Linked DNA regions of Hordeum vulgare: region 1 is linked to region 2. Evidence: chromatin contacts called from public Hi-C data. All regions are on one chromosome and are shown on one strand. Each heading gives the region's core, a stretch centred on a gene start, on an enhancer-like site or on the middle of the called end of the contact. The rest is flanking DNA. Distances are from core to core; before and after follow the strand shown. Region 1 holds the start of LOC123426943 (CRM-domain containing factor CFM2, chloroplastic). Region 2 holds the start of LOC123430389.

The links. Hi-C and Micro-C count contacts between places; a contact is called where the count stands out from the background.
Region 1: a contact with region 2 is called in a Hi-C map of seedling, with 4 times the contacts expected there. The contact joins the promoter of LOC123426943 here to the promoter of LOC123430389 in region 2. A contact is called at or near these places in 4 of 6 Hi-C or Micro-C datasets (leaf and seedling) and 1 of 1 datasets of contacts at active chromatin or transcription factors (embryo).

Annotation. Positions count from the first base shown.
Region 1 is chr2H:516,218,021-516,224,733 of MorexV3_pseudomolecules_assembly, forward strand. LOC123426943 (CRM-domain containing factor CFM2, chloroplastic) reads right to left here and starts at 5,349. Exons shown (of 13, transcript XM_045110864.1): 1 at 4,711-5,349; 2 at 3,416-4,217; 3 at 3,195-3,325. The coding sequence starts at 5,328.
Region 2 is chr2H:516,044,904-516,051,063 of MorexV3_pseudomolecules_assembly, forward strand. It overlaps LOC123430389, which reads left to right and starts at 3,244. Exons shown (of 2, transcript XM_045114256.1): 1 at 3,244-4,703; 2 at 4,853-5,051. The coding sequence starts at 3,697. The coding sequence ends at 4,650. LOC123426942 (plant UBX domain-containing protein 4-like) reads left to right here. Exons shown (of 4, transcript XM_045110861.1): 3 at 1,003-1,098; 4 at 1,181-1,779. The coding sequence ends at 1,555.

The sequences.
Region 1 (6,713 bases), core at 4,099-6,598, 180 kb after region 2:
CTGCCTATCAATAGAGCATGCTGCTCGGTCAAACCGTCAAACTCTTAGACCATGGACTACATCGTCTTTTCAGATCTTTGGATTAACTCTTTCTGCCTTTTTTATGTTCCAAGGTCCAAACCACGAAAGCATGCTCAATATTGTTTGTTTTGAACTGCATGCATGCAACATTTAGTTCTAACAGCCAGTTTCAACGGGTTGGAAAAAACAGCAACGAGCACCCCCACTCTTCAACAGTTGTGATGTCCACTTTGTAGCAGCAAAGTGTGGATTGTTCCTCCACAGTCCACAACATAATTCTTCTTCAGATTTGGATCACACCAAAAACTCAGAGATAAAGTATGTTTGCTATGTCTGATCTCACATATATCAAAGTGACGAGCAGACAACTTGTGGCTAATGTTTGCCATTCAAGCACAACTAATAACTAATTAGGTGGGTTTATTTGGATTTTCTGGGGCTTGATCCCACAACCTCTTGGTAACTTGTCTGCTAACCTCTTCAGTTGATTACGATGAAAATCAACTGCACCCCCTGGAAGAAAAAATGACGTGCCATAAACATTAACTAGTTAAGTTTCCACAGAGTGGAGAAACAGTTATGTTTCAGCACATAAGTCCTAGGCTGCAGTAGTTTAACTTCCAAAAATCAAAGATTGCAGGGGAGGCCCTGACAGCAAGTTTATTAGGAGATTTACAACTTGTGTACAGTATGTACACAGGACCACTAGGGTTAGGTTATACGGAAACATGCGTGTACAGGGGACTAAAATGGCGAGTCGAGCCTCCTCTTTGAGCATATACTTGCAACTGGATGTCCTTCATGAAGTTATTCTTCCAAACAGCGAATATAAGATCAGGACCACTAGGGTTAGGTTATACAGAAACATGCGCGTACAAGGGACTAAAACAGCGAGTCCAGCCTCCTCTTTGAGCCTATACTTGCAACTGGATGTCCTTCATGAAGTTATTCTTCCAAACAGTGAATCTAAGATGGATCTGGTCAAAACAATTGCCTTTTGCTTCCAGATGTACCAGGCCACCATAATTGTGACTTTGAAGAAAGAAGTCCGGTGGAAAGTGATATGGACACCGAGGATCATCTGCTCTGTATCGTCAGAGGGAGACCAATGGATGTTCAGAAAATGCCAGCAGGCCTTGCTGAAAGGACAATTGAAGAACATGTGATTGCAAGTTTCCAGAGCGCCAAGCCAGCGAAGCACGCATGAGGAGCTCCTAATGCCGGTGTAGTTTCTCCAGACTAGCATATCTCAGGTCTGAACCGGTCACGAAGGAGCCAGACAAAATCATTTAAAGATACTGGGACTTGTAAATCTCTGAAGCACCAGGAATATAATCTGGAAGATTAAATACAGAGAGCCAATAGAGAGAGTAATGAGACTACCAAAAGTAAAAGTCACATTGTGCCTAAGGAAGCTTGCATCACATAGAAAGAAATATCCTAGTTCTAAGGAATGTAAAATTAGGCTGAAATGTTCGGTTTTGCTTGCTAAAAAATCCAATAGTACTGAGTTGGAGGCAAATAATTCTGTTTGCTATGCTAGTATATGCAAAAAAGCTCTGTTTCCATTTGAACATGCACATATTTTCTTTGCCTCCTGCTGTTGCTAGCATTTTGCAGGAGTGTGATGATGTGTACCGCCGGGGCTTCGGCCAATCAGGGGAAATGAACATCAGATTGACCTAATTCCAGCTGCCTTCTAGCTCAACCGTGCACCATGTAGGACCAATCCCGAGGAGATTGGTCAGGTCAGCTTGGCTTTTTTTCGAGAAAACGCAAAAGACTTTTGCGTTTCATTGTATTGAAAAGATAGGTGTTTAGGTTACAATCCTCCTAGGAGGTGGTTACAGGGCCAGGAAAGAAAATCAGTGGACATCCCAAGTCTGCGGGATCGCGGCTTTGAGGCCTTGCGCGCCGGCTCTGGCCCAAAGCGCCGCTTCCTCCTTGATCTTCGCAATCAGGCTAGTGGTCGAGGGTCGTTCGCTGTCAAACACGCAGCCAATTTGGCAAGGCTGGTTCAGCGGTTGCTTGGCTCATCGGTCCTCTCAGTTGGAAGCCTTGATCGTGAGGCTCACCTCCACAAATTGAAGGTATCTATCTCATCGAAAGGTCGCACCACTCTACTGCTATATCAAGGGGAGGAGGGGGCTCAGGGATATTCACAGCTTGCTTGGCCTCTGGAAGTTAAGAAGATAATCTTTAACAAAGGAGCATAGCAGGAAAAAAAGGAGTGCAAGCTGGCAAAGTGATCTCTGGGGATTGGCACAGCCCAAGGGATCATGCCAGAAGGATATACTGTCATCTATCACGATCTGGCAGTTGACATTCGTTCGAACTTGACACACAGACTGAAAACATTACGCCACCAGAACAATCCCGCAAGGGCGCGAGGAAGGATGCTATTGTTGTTACAGTACTGCCAAACCATGTTAAGTACTAACCCTGTGAATATTATCTGTATTGTAAAAATTGTCAAGAATTTGAGCATGAGGGCCTTGTTGTGAACAGTGAGATTTGTAACACCCAACCCCTCATTGTCTTTAAGGCGCATGCCATGTTCCAGGCAGCAAGGGATTTCCTATATGTCTGCCCCATAGGAAGTGAGTCGGTCAGGGTTAATGTTTTCTTTACACCTTCAGGTAACCAGAGCATGCCCACATAGTAGGTAGGCAGAGCACTAAGGATAAATTTTACTAGTTGAATTTTACCATCAAGGGATATAAAGCTAGAGCAGGAGCAACGCGACACTCGATACGGTCCATCATGGTCTTAGATATCAGGGCGAGTAGGAACCATGGGAAGACCAATAATGGTCCATCATGAGAGGAACTCTTAAGTTTCTTTCCGTGAATGAAATCCAAAAGAACAAAGGAGGTGACCCAGCAGAAGATTGATTTAATCAATCTTTATTCGAAGGTCCAAGCTTGACAATCTTTTAACGGTTTGACCTTTCATGACACCGTATTGGTTGGATGTATGATATCAAGGATGTGTACAACTTCAATTATGATGGAACACGGACAAACATATTACATCTCCAAAATTGTTGAGCCAAAGGACATTTCACACAAGGTCTACAACATCATCAAACTACTGTTTTACCACAAAAGAAGTACTAGCGAATATAAATGCAGAGTACAGCTGCATATAATGAATTAATAACACCTACCTACCTTTAATTCCTCGGAGACGAGCTCACTATCAATGCAGTATGGACCTCTCTTCATCGCAATCTTCGCCACCTCACACCTTTCCCATAACTTGATTATGGATGCAGCCAATCCTTGAAGGTTACTGCTTCTTCCTAGACAGTGGAAACTAGAAAAGTGAATAACAGGTGGTCCTCATCAACTTAGTCCAAGATGGTAGAAAATAGAAGATTCCCGAACATTACCAAGTGCATAGTGGTAGGGCAAAGGACGAGCTAGCCTCCTAAGGATGGTCATTTCTCTATCTGTTAGCTTGGGTGGTACACCTGAAGGAAGAAGACGGAAAGGCCTACGGAATCCAGGAACAATAGCTGGCAACAAATCAGCATCCACTGGAAGGGGATCATACCCCCACCATTCAGAAAACCGTGGACCCAGCCCATCTAATAATTTGTCATCTTCCTTCGCAAGCTTGACCTCCCCAGGCAACTGTAATCGGAACTTATTCGGAGAACCAACACCAGTAACTAAAGTAGACCTAGCTAAAGGTCTGACCTCGCTAGGAGGATTTACATTAGTGCTTATATGAAATCTTGCATGTTGCTTGTTTGCAACTCCATTATTATTTTTCACTGCTGATCTACCCTCCTGGGTGTGAACTACAGGCGCTTTAGAGGATGTCATGGGATGATTTGCATCTTTCTTTCTGGAAACGCTCTGCTCCACAGATAATATATCATGATTCTCATGCTCCTCTCCTATACTCCTATGTTCTCCATATACTGTGCCAAAATTATCACCATCCTCATCTTCGTCATGAATACTATCTTCCGTATGATTCTTAACATCCTCTTCACTACCACATTGTTCCACGGATAAAAAACCAAGATCTTCATCATCGTCGGAACTGCTCTCCTCTGATGATTCATCCTTGAGACAATCATCCATCTTTTGCTGGTCATGGAAGTAAGGATATTTATAGTTGGTTCCTCTGTACAGAATGATGGTGCTTCCAGATCTCCAAATAACTAAGCCTCCAGTTTTCCTCTATCAACCAAAACACACAGAGCATTAAAATTGCACTTCAAACAACATTGAGATGAAAATAGTTGGCTCCAAGTATATAGCATTTTTCTTGTTACAAACTTTTTATGTTAAATGGAATTAGAATTCAAATTCAAATATATAGTGAAGCGATAACTATGTGCATGCTAATCCACTCATAGATTGAGTTATTTCAAGCACGCAAAGATATACAAATTCACATCTTCACCGCATGACTACAAAGTTATGGGAGCAGCATTTCGTCATGTCATTCTTCACATTTTACATCAAGAGTGTGCAATCATGTACATTGTATAGTACACAAAACATCTTATCAACTTATTCTTCAGTGTCAGAAAGGCAAATACTAACATTAAGTGGCATTCAACCTCCAAAGCCAATGCATGTTCACATATACTGATACACCTGTGCACAAGCAGCAGCGAGCAAACCTGAACTGGGAACACATAGCAAGGTTCCACAGGGTGGTGCTCACCTCGAGGACCTCGTGGGTGCGCCTCATGTTCATGGCGGAGATATCATCGCACCTGATCTTGACGAGCTCCGCATTGCGCCATCGCTCGTGTATCCCGTTCACGATCCCCTCTGTGACGCCGGGCTTCCCCACCTTGAGCCTCTTACGCAGCCGGATCCCGACCCCCTGCAGCCGCCGCAGCTCGTCCCGCGGCAGCGTAAGCTCCGCAGCGGACGGCGGCGTGGGTGCTGCTGCCGCATCCCTCCCCCGCCTCTGCCTGCGCCGCGCTGCGTCCGCCTCGCCGTCGCCAGTGGCCCAGCTGGGGTCTAGCGTGGAGCCGACGCGGTGGCGAGGGAGCTGGGCCGGGGTGGGCACGAAAATCTCCCCGGGGGACGGAGCGTCGGCTCTCGGGTCCTGGGCCAGGGCTGGAATGGGGACCTCCGGGGAGGTCTCGAGATATCCGAGGCTGCGGAGCTTGTCGGAGATGCGGCGGAGCGCGGACTTGGCGAGGAGCTCCGGCTCTGAGGAAGGCGAGGCGCGGACGGGAGGGAGGCGGGGGTGAGGGTGGCGGGGTCTGGAAGTCGCGACGGGGAGGGAGAGGATGAGAGGGGACGGATGGGGGGAGAATTGGAGGAGCATTTGGGCAGGGTGGGGTGGGAACCGATGGAGAAAGAGGGGTTTAAGCCGCGAGCTGGAGGATAAGAGCGTCTCCATCCGCGCCCCCAACACGGCCTCCCCGATCATTTTATTTTGCGCAGTGATCTGTGCCCCGGCGCGTCGGCCCAAACTTTAGGCCTGTTGCGCGCTGGTCACACGATCCATCAACCCCGTGCGTCTGCATCGTTGGATCTTCATGTAACATTTTTTTTCGATGCAGTAAAATTTCGATGCGATGCAGCAATTTTTTCAACGGTTGCAAGAAAAAACAAAATTTGTAACAAAAGAATATCTGCGTAATCGTAGCAAAAAAACGAAGCTAATGGTACATGATAGCAAAAGTGAAACGTCGGTTGTAACAAATATTTACGTGACGTGTATGCATCTTTTTTTAGTGAACGTTTGCAACAAAAAATGATGCCGGTTGTAGCAAAAATTAACACGGTTGTAGCAAAGGTAAAAAACATCGATTGTAACGAAAAATTCGAAGAACTGGAGTTGCAACCAAACGTATATGCAGCTTTTTTACTGGACAAATGTAGGAAAAAATAACGCTTGCAACAAATATGACGCTGATTGCAACAATTTAAACAAAAAAATGGTGTATGCCCAGTCAACGGGCGCGCGCGGTCGCGTGCGGCCGGCCGAACGGTTTGGCCGGCGCACCGGCCAGAAACGATTCCCTTTTATTTTTCTGCAGGTCGGAGAAAAACGGCCCAGCCGCATTTCAGGAGGCCATTTTTCACCGGACCCCGGCGGTCTCAGCCTGAACCCAGCACACTGGGGGGCGCCCGGAGGCGTCGGTGGAACAAAAAACGACGCGCTGGGTCACCTGTCACGCGAAAAAAAGCATTATCTTCTCCGGAACTCTATGGCTCCTGTCGGTTGTCGTAGCATCGACGTGAAAGTTGATATTTAACTATTACAACATGATCATCCCATACATCCAATATATAATATCATATCATTGGTCATATCACATCATAAGCATACCCTGCAAAAACGAGTTAGACGTCATCTAATTTGTTGTTGCGTGTTTTACGTGACTGATATGGGTATCTAGTATGATCACATCTTACTTATGCAAAGCCACAACGGTGATATGCAAATTGATATCTAACCTTCTCCAAGGACCGCCTTGGTCAAATCCGATTCAACTAAAGTTGAAAAAACAGACATCCGTCAGTAACCTTTATACAACAAGTTGCATGTCAGTCGATGAAATTGGTCTCTCGTAAGCGTACGAGTAAAGTTGGTCTGGACCGCTTCAATTCAACAATGTCGCCGAATCAAGAAAAGACTAAGGAGGGCAGCAAATTGAACATCAACGCCCACAAATCTTTTGTGCTCTACTCGAGATATCGTCT
Region 2 (6,160 bases), core at 1,994-4,493:
ATTTTAGTTTGTCATGTACTCCCTCCGGTTCTTTTTAGTCTGCATATTAGCTTTGTCCGAAGTCAAAATATCTCTACTTTGACCAAATTTATAGAAACATGTATCAACATTCACAATGCCAAATTAATATTGTTAGATTCATTACGAAATGTAGTCTCATAAAATGTATATTTGATACTGTAGATGTTGATATTTTTAATATATATTTGGTCAAACTTTGTAAAGTTTGACTTGACACAATTCTAATATGCGGAGTAAAAAGGACCGGAGGGAGTACCAAGTAGTTGTTTTCAGTATTTATTTTCACCACTCCCTATGTCGCTGTGTGCCGCCTTCATATTTTTGCATGCCTTTTGATGCTTTAAATGTAGAGTTTATATTTATATTTGAGGACGGTTTACGTTATGACCAAAGTCATCATGACGAAATTGTAATTACACAGTCCCATGTTTTTTTACTAGACCGCCTTGAACCAAATTTGTAGTATTACCACTATTACTACCTCCAATTAGTTCCTGACAGAGTAGTTTCTAGATGCGGCATCTGAAACTCATATTGGGTGGAAACTTAAGCTGGAACCTGAACCCACTCCTGTGTTAATACATAAATCGAAACATATCTCGCTTTACTCTGCAGAATACCACGCCAGAGAAGGAACATTAAAAACTGGATGTGCACTTGCTCTGGTTCTTCGCTTTTTTCTCATACACTCATTTCCTGTCATTGACTCTTCCCTCTTAACCTAAGTCTGCTGTTTCTGAGGCATGGGTTTTATTCAAAAAATAAAATCCACGTGTTCTTAATTTGAGGTTCATCCATAGATCATCTGGATACTTGTTGTTTTCCATTTCCTAGGTCACAGTCAGTTTTTGCATTATTTGAGTGTGGTAACAGGGGCAACATCTGGCCCTGTGATTGAACATTTAAACATATGGAGTGAACACTGGGTTGTTTGCTGTTAAAGGAAGTTTACACTAATTTTACCCCGCCTTGTACTTTCAGAGCATCAAGAAGTCCCAGTGCCCCCAAGAGCTGGAGCCTGCTGATCGAAGGACAGCTGTTCACGTCAATGTTATAAAACGGCATGGAGATTATGAGGTAGGCCTTTCAGAAGGCTAGTTCATTTGGCAGTATACCAGTGTTAAATATGCTAACCTTGTTTTTGTTTTTGTTCATCCAGGAAGCTGCAAGGCCCCGATCATCCTTCCAGGGTGTTGGTAGAACCCTTGGGGGATCTTCAGCAGATGAGAGTCCTGCACCAGCTCCCGTGACGCAAGAGCCCCACAGTGCTCCCAGGTCAATTGGCATAGTTGTGGACGACTCGCAGCCGTTTACATCTATACAGCTAAGGTTGGCGGACGGCACTCGCATGGTCGCTCGGTTTAACCTTCACCACACCGTGGGTGACATCAGGTCTTTCATTGATGCATCCCGCCCGGGAGCTGCGCGACCCTATCAGTTGCAGACTGGCTTCCCGCCCAAGCAGCTGACTGACCCTACACAGACTGTTGACCAAGCTGGACTCAAGAACTCCGTTATCATGCAGAAGATGTAGTGCTCTCACCAAGCTGGATCAGTCGCACAGAATGTCTTTCCCAGACATCATTAAATCAGTGCTGTTGAATGGTTTATCATGTCCATCAGATACTGCACTTTGCATGCAACCTCTAATGTGTTGGTTGTTTTGCCGATAAATGTCAGTGGAGTCTATATTCATATTCATATTGCTAGCAAACGATGAATGGCTATTAAAATTAATGGATGTCTGGTTGTCTATCATCAGATGGGCTTGCTTGTTCTCATTCCCTTCTGTTGAATCCTAAGAAATTGAAATAGAAGATTCAGTTCCAGTAAATTATGGTAGAGTAACCTCGTTATACTTCCAGGTAGACGATTCAGTTCCATTCTAGAATTAGCGAATTAGCAGATGACAGCAGAACGCTCTCGCCTCCAATGAGCAATGTTAGGTATAGCTAGGCTCTGAAGTTTTGGCCATTTTTCCCAATCTCCCTTTTTTGTAGGATACAAAAGTGTCACTACCTTCAAAACTGCTGTTTTGTGTTGCAAAATAGCACAGAAAGTCTGCACAGTTACTTCAAAATGTCACTACCTTCTTGAAGGCGTTGTAGCTCGAGGTCCTAAACCCTTCTTCCCCGCACTCCCATGGAAACTGTAGCTCTAGATTCCTAGACCAGGAGATGGCGATGGCGGTGGCTTCTTCTTAGGCAACGGTTTGGTGTGATCTTGGCTTGCTTGTCCCGTCGCTGCTTGCTGTGGGGATGCTAGCGCAGTGGCCCAGGACCAGCTTAGCGTGTTCCAAGGGCCATCGTGTGGCTTGCCACATCGTGTCTTTATGAAGTTAGAGCTGTCGAGGAGGGGCCTTGGCGACAACTATGACACAAGATTGGTGGTTGGTTCCGGTACTTGCTCTATGCAGACAATCACTTTTCTTCTATAATGCTCGTCGACAAAGTCAAAGTTGATTGGCCACTGACGTGGGTGGTGGAGTGTTTGGCCTAGGCCGGCATGGGTCTCGACGTTTCTTGCGGTGAGGTCTTCGTTGGTGGTCATTGATGGTAGAATTGGATTCAGCGACTCGCGGAGGAGTGATGATGGCACCGAGTGACAACCTCTACAACGTTTCTCTTCTTGACGTCGTGTGCCTTTATTGCGGTGAGGTAGCCAGGTTAATTTGGTGCCCTATCCATACCGGTGTGTTAACCATTTTCATTCATTTATGCACAAAATTAACCCAAGAACTCTTTTTTTTGAATGAATCGAGTTCCGACTTAAAAAAATCACCATTATGAATTGTTACTCAAAATACCAAAACTACCCGTCCCATCGCGTCCTATATATCTGTAGCACTGGGCAAGGCCGAGCCTTACCCGGACTCCCAAGCTGTGGGACCAAATTACTAGAATCACTTGATCTAATGGAATTACTCAAGAACAAGGGAATTTCATGATTGAATTCGGTAAAAACTGGTAGATCAGACTTGAGGAGACCCCATCTTAGTAGTATGATTGCGGGATCTGCATTGTTTGAGGGTCATCCCATCTCTTTATATCGTCTGGTCCTATACTTTCTGTGATTGTTGCTTTATATATACTCCATCCGTTCCTAAATACAGTATAAGTCTTTAAAAAGTTTCATTAGTGAACTACATACGGATGTATATAGACATACTTTAGAGTGTAGATTCACTCATTTTGCTCCGTATGTAAACTCTTAGTAAAATATCTTAAAAGACTTATATTTAGGAACGGAGGGAGTAAAACATAACAAAATTGTGTTTTGAGTCTTAGTAATACGATAGCTAGGGTTCTACGCTACGCTAGATAATTTAGGAATTACAACTTGGTGTGCCCTCGGACCTCTGCGGCGCGTGACTTTAAGCCATGTCCAGCTCACAACGGTAAGAAACAGAAATGTAAATAACAGTCACAGTACATCATAGTATAACTGGGTTTAAACTCACTGATGAAACGATGAGGTTCCATCCGAGCCGTTGAACCATCTTGAAACAACATCGTGCAATCCCAGCCGTTGCTTAACTGAATCTCTCTCATCTGTCGTCTGTCTTCAGTAGTTCCTGGGTTCATGTCCTGACACAAGCCCTCTCTGCTCAATACAGATCAGCAGTTGCTGCGCCGCCGCTGAAGCTCCCTTCTCCCAGTGCGATTTCTCTCTCCCATGTCCCGGCCGCTCTACAACCTCCGGCGACGCCTCCTCCCATCACGCTCGCACCGCCTCTCCACCACCTCCTCCACTCCGGCAACCCCCGTGGCCGTCCTCTGGGACCTGGCCGCCTCCCGCCCGCCCTCCAAACTCCCCCTCTACGACTCCGCCGTCCGCCTCCACCTCGCCGCCTCCTCCTTCGGCCGCCTGCGTTTCTCCGCTGCGTTCCTCCACCCCTGCCACCGGCTCCCCGCCCCCGATCCGTCCGCCGACGCCACCAATCTCTGCCGCGTCTGCGGCCGCCGCTTCCGCGCCCGCGACGCGCTGCTCCGCCACTTCGACACCATCCACACCCGCGAGCACGCCAAGCGCCTCGAACGAATCGAATCCTCCCGCGGCGACCGCCGTGTGCGCCTCGCCGCGTCCCTGTCTCTCAAGCTCTCCAAGTACAGCAAGGCCGCCCGCGAGCTCACCGCCGGCGTGAACCCCGGCTCTCCCGCGGACGAGCTGCGCCGAGCCAGAGTTCACGCCGAGCTCTCCAGGTACCCGTCGACTGCCCTCCGGGAGCGCGCCCAGGAGGTGCTCGACGATGGGTCCGTGGGGTGCCTGATGCTGGTCTCGGGGCGGGAGGAGCTCTCCCCTCTGCTGCGACTGGCGAGGGAGAAGGGCGTGCGGTCGGTGGTGGTTGGCGGCGAGTCAGGGCTGGCAAGGTGGGCCGACACAGGCTTCACCTGGGCGGAGGTGATCGCCGGGAAGGCCAGGAAGGCAGCGCCGTCCATGTCCGGGAAATGGCGCGACAGGGACGTGCTTAAGAGGCTGGAGTGGAGGTATGAAGGTGACGAGGAGGAAGATGTGGTGTTTGAGGAGGACGGCGACGGAGATGGTTCAGAAGAGCTGGCGGGGAGTGCAAACGGAAAGCCATGGTGGAAGCTGGAATCAGATGGCGAGGACTCGTCACCTTGCACATAAAGTGTTTGTTCATTTGCTGCTTGGGGGTTGGGATACTTCAGAGTTCAGACGAAGTACCTGTTCGGAAATCCTCCTGCTCCGTGAAAATAGAGGATTTACGGAGCACCCGTTCCCCTCCGTGTATTTTAAGTGTATTTTAACATCAGCTCCGTCAGCTCCAGGAACTGAGTTGCGGAGCGGAGGAAAGCAGAACAGGGCCGAAGTGTGGATTGTGCTACACCAGTGGTACCATCAGATCTTTGCACAATAATCCGTTTGCATGTGCAAGGAGTAGTAGTTCAATCGAAGTTCTACGCTAGGTAGAGCTTTTGCTTTAGATCATTTGAACTCTCTCTGAACTTGTGTAAGATATGAGACAAAATCACTGTTCTAATTTTATTAGTAAATATGGACACAAAATACATCCGTCTGAAAACAATTTCACGATCTAACCTTTTATGAAATGCCACAATCCGCGGCGTTATTGATCAATTAAGAAACGCCAGACTAGTTTACGTTGCTGCCCAGCCCGAAACGCCAAACTAGCTCGCGTTGCTGTCGAGGCCAAAACACCGCTGTAGCTTATGTTGCTGCCCAAGGATGAAACACCACACTTCTGCCTAGCTACGGCATCGACTTCATACAGCTTGAACGCCTGATCATTTCTCTTCGGTATATTGATTATCTAGAAGACGTAGGAACAAATTTATTTTACCTGTTGCGTCGCCCCTTCAGGTCATAGTGTAGCGACCGACGATCCATCGACGCATCAAGACGGTCTGCTCCAAGCTGTTTTTGTGGCTGTACCAACCCCCGAGCTGCCGGACGTCACCTTACTTGGCCATAGCGAGCGTGGCACGTTGTCGCCGCCCTGAGGTCTTTTTCGTCGTTGCCCCTGCCCGCGCGTTGTCGTTGTATCTCCCGCATGCGGTTCACTTGGCCATCCACACGCGTCGACTTCTATGTTGTATGGATCGTGTCTTTTTTATAGGCGTGGAAATGTCATCGTCCGTACCGGTCTTTGTCATGTTGTCGGATTCTTCGTCACCAACTTCAAACATCGCCGTCGTGCTCCTAACCTTGCCATCGCCGCCGCCTTCTTAGGCCGCCGCCGTCGCCGCTCTTCTTTCTGGTCCATGGTGACTACCACGACACGGTCACACGGGCCACCCCGACTTGACATCGACCACGGCGTCCCTCGAACGGTTATCTCGACCATGGCTACATCGTCCTATGCTCTCAGCTAGCTCGACATCGGCACAAAAGGATACCGCCTTGTTTGGCCAACTTTGTCGGTTTTCACTCCAGCCACGACTTACACGATGCATCGACCGTTACGACTATATGGAGGAATGTCCGTCGGCTTACATTTGAATTCTTCTCCGGTCCCATTGTGTGGGTCGCTACAATTGTGACCGTGGGGAATGTTGAGTATCATGATTATTGAGGAAACATATGACCGCGTAGGATTTATTTTACCTTGCCATGTACTCGAAAGGAAAAAATACACTTACTATCGGACGAAGGGAGT